Linked DNA regions of Mus musculus: region 2 is linked to region 1. The links are chromatin contacts, called in public Hi-C maps. All regions are on one chromosome and are shown on one strand. Each heading gives the region's core, a stretch centred on a gene start, on an enhancer-like site or on the middle of the called end of the contact. The rest is flanking DNA. Distances are from core to core; before and after follow the strand shown. Region 1 overlaps Iqca (IQ motif containing with AAA domain). Region 2 holds the start of 2700003A03Rik (a long non-coding RNA gene).

Evidence for each region. Hi-C and Micro-C count contacts between places; a contact is called where the count stands out from the background.
Region 2: a contact with region 1 is called in a Hi-C map of cerebral cortex, with 3 times the contacts expected there. The contact joins the promoter of 2700003A03Rik here to the enhancer-like site in region 1. A contact is called at or near these places in 2 of 15 datasets of contacts at CTCF or cohesin (both in embryonic stem cells), 34 of 484 Hi-C or Micro-C datasets (the NIH/3T3 cell line, adipose-derived mesenchymal stem cells, cerebral cortex and 11 more), 5 of 115 datasets of contacts at active chromatin or transcription factors (cardiomyocytes, embryonic basal ganglia, embryonic stem cells and 2 more) and 1 of 9 other capture datasets (embryonic stem cells).

What each region holds. Positions count from the first base shown.
Region 1 is chr1:90,053,348-90,056,759 of GRCm38.p6, reverse strand. All of the region lies in intron 15 of Iqca (IQ motif containing with AAA domain), which reads left to right. Among named protein-coding and RNA genes, the nearest start is that of Asb18, 40 kb to the right of the region's middle. Within about 2 kb of position 1,554, at least 12 of the 459 cell types and tissues checked have an H3K27ac peak or open chromatin away from gene starts, as enhancers often do. A contact at or near this core is called in cerebral cortex, where this site is marked.
Region 2 is chr1:90,271,018-90,274,429 of GRCm38.p6, reverse strand. 2700003A03Rik (a long non-coding RNA gene) reads right to left here and starts at 1,558. Exons shown (of 4, transcript XR_003947931.1): 1 at 525-1,558.

The DNA of each region.
Region 1 (3,412 bases), core at 305-2,804:
AGCCTCTATTCCCCTCCCACCTTGTCCTTCCCAGTGTCCTTCAGCCATTCCCACTGCCCCCAGAGCCAAGGTGGCCCAAGTCTGAGCTTAGTGCCAACTACGGCAGTCCTCACACACTGACCTTAACACAGATAGAATCTTGAAGTCTTCTCAGGGTATCCATGGCTTCTAACATATAAACAAATTCCATCACATGGCTCCAGCCTCTGGCCCCTTTGCGACCACCCTAAAAAACCTTTGCACTATGTGTCATTCCCAGTGCCCAAGAGCCTGGCTCCCACTCAGAGCAGCACAGGTATTTTCTCCTTCTGTCTGGGAACCTCAAAGCTCTGTCTGCTTCCATCTGTGCCTACAGTCTTCATCTCCCTTGTCCCTACCACCCTACAGTTATGAGACACCCTCTGCTGTCCTTGAACCACCTGCAGATTCATAGCTGCCCTCTCCTGCTTTCCCAGATCCTTGAGGTCCTAGCTCCTAGAAACTGGCCCCTACATTACTGATCTTTATGGTCCAGCCACTCCACACAGTGCCTCAGAACTTCTCTGCCCCCAGCCTCTAAAGGAAGGAAGAGAACATAATTTTCATTCCTAAATCCAGGCCAAAACTGAGAAAGCAACTCCCTCTCGCCCCCATGTCTTCACCCACCATGAAAAGCAGCCTCCGTTCCTCTAATCCTGCCTCACCGCCTAGTGATCCAGGCCTCTCCTCTCTGCCCAGCACTGCACAGGAAGGCCTGTGACCACCTCCCAGCTTCCCCACAGAAAGGACAGGAGAATTCATGCTCCCAGGACCAAGAGATTCATTCTCCCAGGAGCAAGGTGATTATTTCTCAATCACCTTTCTGCTAGGCTGCAAGAAGAGAGGACAATGAAAGTAGACAGGAAGTGAGGGGAGAAGTTATGGGGAGGGGGGAGTCATGGGGGGAAAGGCGGGAATGATGGGAGGGGCAGAAGTATGGAGTAATCTGCTCAAACTATAGATATGTATTTTACATATGTATGAAAATAGCCTCAAATAACCACCTGTAATCATAACTTTTAAAATTTAAAAGCTCTGATGCCAGATGGTGCCCAGGCACTTAAGTGTCATTTCTCAGCCAGGGCATCACTATCTAGAGCAGTGACTCTCAACCTTCCCAATGCTGTGGCCCTTTAATACAGTTCCTCATGTTGTGGTGACCCCTAACCATACAGTTACTTTTGTTGCTATTTCATAGCTGTCATTTAATTTCGCTACCGTCATGAATCATAATGTAAATGTCTATGTTTTCTCATGGTCATAGGAGGCCCCTGGGAAAGGGTAGTGTAACACCCCCCCCCCAGAGGGGTCATGACCCACAGGTTGAAAGCCACTGGTCTAGAGTCTCCAGTGTCAACCCAAGGAAAGGGAGAATGCTGTGGGGAGAGGAGGCTGCAGTATTCTGGCTCCTCTTGCTCCCTAGTGTACCTCCCACAGATTATCACAGGCACACATGGCAGGAGTTAAATTCTAAGCACCAGTTGGCAGCCAGCATTCCCTGATACTGTCTCCTTCTAACCGTCCTTTCTCATGGCTTCCCAGCCAGGACTGGCACTGTTCACAGGGAGCCTACACCCTGTACTGTTTCTGCGCCTCTCTCTGAGTCCTCACCACCCAGCAAAGAGTTGGCGCCCAAACATGACATATTCCACACTGCAGGTCTGGAGGAGGATGGCTGGCTCCAGCCGCTCTCTCTGCAGTGTGTGTGCTGCCTCCCCTAGAGACCCATAGAATACTGAAGGTGGAGAGTCATCTAAGCTGCTCTGACATCTCTGGGTGCTGATTTCATTAAATAAAAGATATAGATGAGGGAGAGAGAAGCAGAGAGGGTGTCCCTTCATCCTGTGGCATGTATCTGCCCCAAGGGTGGCAGCTGCAAGGCAAGTGGCTGGTTTGTGATGGTCACTCCTCAGATTGAGTGGGTTGAGACTTTTTTCCAGCCCCCCACCAGGCAGCCTCACCTCCACTAGCAGCCGTGCGAAGATACATCAGAGTTCCAGAGGATGGCAGTGGCGGGCGTGGGATTTGGAAAGAAGGGTGAGGCATGAGAAGGGCCAGGCCAGACACGGCTGTTTTAATCTGTTACTAGCACAATCTGAAGGGCTGTGTGTGCATGGGTGTGTGTGGCATGTGTATGTGTGTGCATGTGCATGTTCCTGTGCCTATGCCTATGCATGTGCACACATGTGTGTACGTGCACAAGTGCATGTGCATGTATGTGTGTGCATGTATGAACTTATGCCTGTACCTGTGCATGTGTATGTGTGTGTGTGTGTGTATCTGTGTCTGTGTCTGTGTGTCTCTGTGTGTGAATGTAATTACCTGTGCATGTGTGTGGAGCCAGAGGTCAGTATTATTTGTCTTCCTCAATCATTCACCACCTTACTTTTTCAAGACAAGTTCTCTCACTGGAACCGGATCTGCCTGCTTTGGCTGGCAGCAAGCCCTAGGGATCCTTCCGTGTCTAGCTCCCAGCACTGGGACACATATACCACTCATTGTACTGGCTTCTTACCTAGGGCTGGGGATCCACGCTCAGGTCCTCATGCTTGCGTAGCACGCCTTTGTTAACCGAGCCATCTCCCCCAGCTCCTTGACTGAACTTTTTGTTCTCTTTTTCTCTGGCAATCAAAATCTGGGAAAGGGAAAAAAATGTCTCTTCGAATTCTAGTGCCAAAAATATACCACAGGAGGCTAAGCCAAAACAAAGCACCCCTCATGAAGGTTGCCCCAAATTCAGAGGTCACAGTGGTTTGGGGTAGGGCTCAGTAGAAGAACCATGAAGAAAGAGAGCTAGGCTCGTAGCAGCAGAGAGTGTTTGGGTCCTCATCCTCCGTGCATTCACCTCCAGAGCCCTGGTCCTCCCCTGAGACAGAGATTCGGGAACTGTCCAGTTCTGTGTAGAACAGACAGGGAACCACAACAAGCAGCTCGCCCCTGCTTCCCACACCGTGGTGGCCTCCGTCCTGCCTCTGCCATTTTGGAGCTGTGTAGCTCAGATCACTTCTGGCCCTCAGTGACCCCCGTCTATAAATGGGGGAGGGGGTTAATGGGGCACACTCTGTGGGACTGAGTTGAGGAGATCACAGGCATCTGAAACCCAGAGAGGCCCCTACGAGGGGTGGCTGCATCACATGCACGCTGGCTCTGGCATGTACAGTGCCTGTGCCCTGTGCCTGGCACAAAGTGGCCCCACTGCTCCTTGCTGGACCACCCTCAGTTACAGCCCACACCATCTGAGGCCTGGGGTTTAAGAATAAGACTTGAATTCTCAAACTCTATGACCCAAGGTCTAAAAGCCTAATATAATAGTTCCCCAACTGTGTGGGCTCCTAAAGTTTGCTGAGTGTCCTCATGTGTTGGGGAAAATGGATGCATGTGATGTAGGTGTTGG
Region 2 (3,412 bases), core at 309-2,808, 220 kb before region 1:
CCCAAAACATGAGGGGCCCCATCCCATTGTCATCAGATCCCAGGGCTGAACCTTGGAACCAGCTCTGGCCCTTGCAGCTTTTGCCCTCAGACTTGTAGCTTCTGCCCTTAGACTTGTAGCCTCTGCCCTCAGACTTGTAGTCTCTGCCCTCAGACTTGTGGTTTCTGCCCTCAGACTAGAAACCTCTCTCCTTCACTTCCTTCTTCTTGTCCTTGTCTCTTTCCTCCCTCCCTCCCTCCCTCCCTCCCTCCCTCCCTCCCTCCCTTCCATTCTTTTCTTCCCTTTTATTTGGGGGCAGAGGGGACAAGAGTTTAAGATCTCAAGTTCTCATTCTATAGCCCAGGCTGGCCTAGAACTTTATCTAATTCAAGATAGCCTTCAACTTGTGGCAGTCCTCCTGCTAAAGCCTCCCCAGTGCCAGAATTACAGGCATGGCCCTCTACATCTGACTTCTTTCTGTTTCTAAGTTAGAGTCCTGCATGGCTTTGCAGTTTTAAATTATTAGACAGGATCTTTTCACTGACCTGTCCCCTACTCCTTACCACTGCTTCTGGCTCATTACTCTGGTCCTTGATGGCACAGTGACCATGGTCCTCACATCCTCCCAGTCAGGCCTTGGTCAGTTCCTTTGCTTTGCTCTCCCCTTGGCCAATCCAGCCTCATTTCTGCATGTGGACAAAAGCCTGTGACTCATCCAGGAGCCATGAGCCCTGGTGGGCACAGTAAATTGTTGGAACTCAGGATGGTTACTTGTCACAGCCTGTAGGGCACTCAGGAACCCATCTGGCTGAGAGGTGTGTTATTAATGTAGAGCATTATCATTACAGCAACAACCACGGGGTGTCAACATTCCAGGGTCCGGCCCCCTCAGAGAAAACAGGCCTGAGTTGCTGGCACTCAGCACGGGCCTCTGTGGTGCAGACAAGTGTCCGGGCTGGGGCAGGTGGCATTTGCTTAAGTAAAGCCTTTGCTGACATGTGGGTGGAGGAAAGAGAGCGAGAGATCCGTTTCTCCAGAGCGAAGCTGCTCCGAGTTTCCAGCCCGAAGAGAGGCCCACGTCCACACATCCATGCAAGTGTGAGCCACGTGCCTCGGTGATTAAGGCTGTGGTTTGGGCACCGTGTCAAGAGCTCCCCATGAGACCCCAGCCCTGAAGCAGGATGTTGGAGATTTTTATTGCAGGCAATCCAGTTTCTCGGAGAGCTGGTAATGACAGTCCCCAAGAGCTCATTCATCCCTCCACATGCCTCAGCATAAGCTCTTCCCAGGATCCAGGAGATTCACGCCTGGCTCTGCTCCTCTGTCTCCCTGGCAGGACCCCAATGCCCGCTGACCATGAGGAGCGCCTAAAACCATGCTCCCAGCACAGTGTGAATGTCTGGAGGCCAGGGAATTAACTAGCCCCAGAACAGGAACCAGCAGGAGGCTGGAGACAGAAGTAGCAGAGTGTAGACTCTGAAGGAGTGCTTTATCCTTCATATCCAAAGTAGTATTTCCACATGTGATTAGTATGGACACGAATGATGAGAGAATCATGTGTGATTTTTGTACCGTTAATGCTACTTGTGGTTGACATATTGTGACTATATATTTATAGACCGCAAAGGGCTGTTTCTCCTTATGGGTACCATGCAGTGATGTGGCAACTGCTTTAACACACCCATCACACCTGGCCTAGCACTTGTTGGTGATAGACAATCTGTTTTAATGTTTATGTATCTGTGTGTGCCTGAATCTCTCCGGGTGTGTGCACAGATACGTGTGTGCATGTTCCCGTGGTGGCCAGAAGAGGGCGCTGGCTGTCCTCCTTCATCACTCTGCACCTAGTCCCTTGAGACAAAGTCTCTTTTGGGACCTGGAATTTACATTTTCTTCCAGTGTCTGAAAGACAGAGATCTTGTCTCCATCCCCTCAAAAAGCTGGGTTACAAACAAGTGTTGGATGCCCAGCTGGCCATGCAGGTGTTAGGGGCCAAACACCAGTCCTCGTGACTCTTCAGACAGTGCTTTTAACCACCAAGCTTCTCCCCAGCCCCACTCATGGTTACTGCTATGTTCACATTGTCATGGACATTATCGTGGGCTACAGTCACCATACTGAACAGCAAGCCTCAAAGTAGACCTCTTGCAGACATGGGCCTCTGTCCCTTGAAGTTCTCAGCCCCCTCCCCTCTGATAACATTACCCTCCTCACTAAATGCACGACCTCATCTTTCTGTATAATAGGCTTTTTAGCTATGTTCTAAGGTGAAGGTTAGAATTGGCTGTCCACTTGATCAGAACTGGAATCAACTAGGAGATGTGTGGAGACAGTCACCCCTGGCTGAGACCCACTGGGACAGATGTCTCACTGGGTCACCTTTAATGGAGGTTCCACCCTTTGGTGAGTCCATGAATCTGCTACCTTTCCCTAAACTATCTGCTAGATTCTCTCTGTGGAGCCACTGAAGGCAGAGGGGAGATTTTAAAACAAGAAAGAGCTGGTGTTCTCCTCCAGTGAGTAATTCAAACTTTGACATGGTGAGGATTCAACTATAGAGGGTGCTCACTCCCTTGACATGGAGGGGTGGAGGGAGACCTGTGTACGGGGTTGGACGACCAAAGGACAAGTCCTGTATAATTCCCTTCAGAGCCAAGGCTTGGTGTAGCAGACAGCCGGAAAATAGAAGTCACACAATGTTCTTTCCACCTGCAAAGAATGGCTTCCTCTAAGTGCATCTGGCACAAAGGGGCCAAGATAAAAGAACCAAATGTTTGGATAAAATGCAATGGATAGTTGGTGTCTAGAAGCCCCCATATACATTGTTGGCTAATGCCAAGTAGGTTCTTAAAACTGTGAGAGCCAGCCTTGAGACTGCTCACCCGGGCTGCAACTCAGCCAGAACTGTGGGCTGGCTCAGGGTGTGGCAACATATGGTCTGAGTCTACAGAACATCTGATTCTGGTTCCCAGTGGACACGGTGGGCCTTGGTGATCCATAGGAGGAAGCACCATGCCTTCCACACCCAGTACCCTCTGACATTCTGCTCTTGGGGCCTAGTGAGATGATTCCCCTCCCCCGAAGTCTGTCCAGGGCCTCTCCACACACACCCCCACCCTGTACATTGGTGTTATTTGAGATGGCTGAGGTCACTGATGAGGACTGAACTGGATGCCTCGAAACACACCCTACCTCAGCTCATTCCTCAGGTTTTCCCCCTAGACCTCTCCATGAACACGTAGGATTTGGATCAGTGGGCTATGTGGTCAAGCAGCTTCAACATCCAAGATTCTTAGGGACTTTGATCTGTCCCAAGAATGTGCCTCTCTAGCTCAGTTCCAGGTCAATGACAATGAAGAATTGGAATGGGCTCAGAACCCAACAGAACCTGAGTGGCATGGGCCAGTCTCAGACACAAAGGCAACTGTGCCCA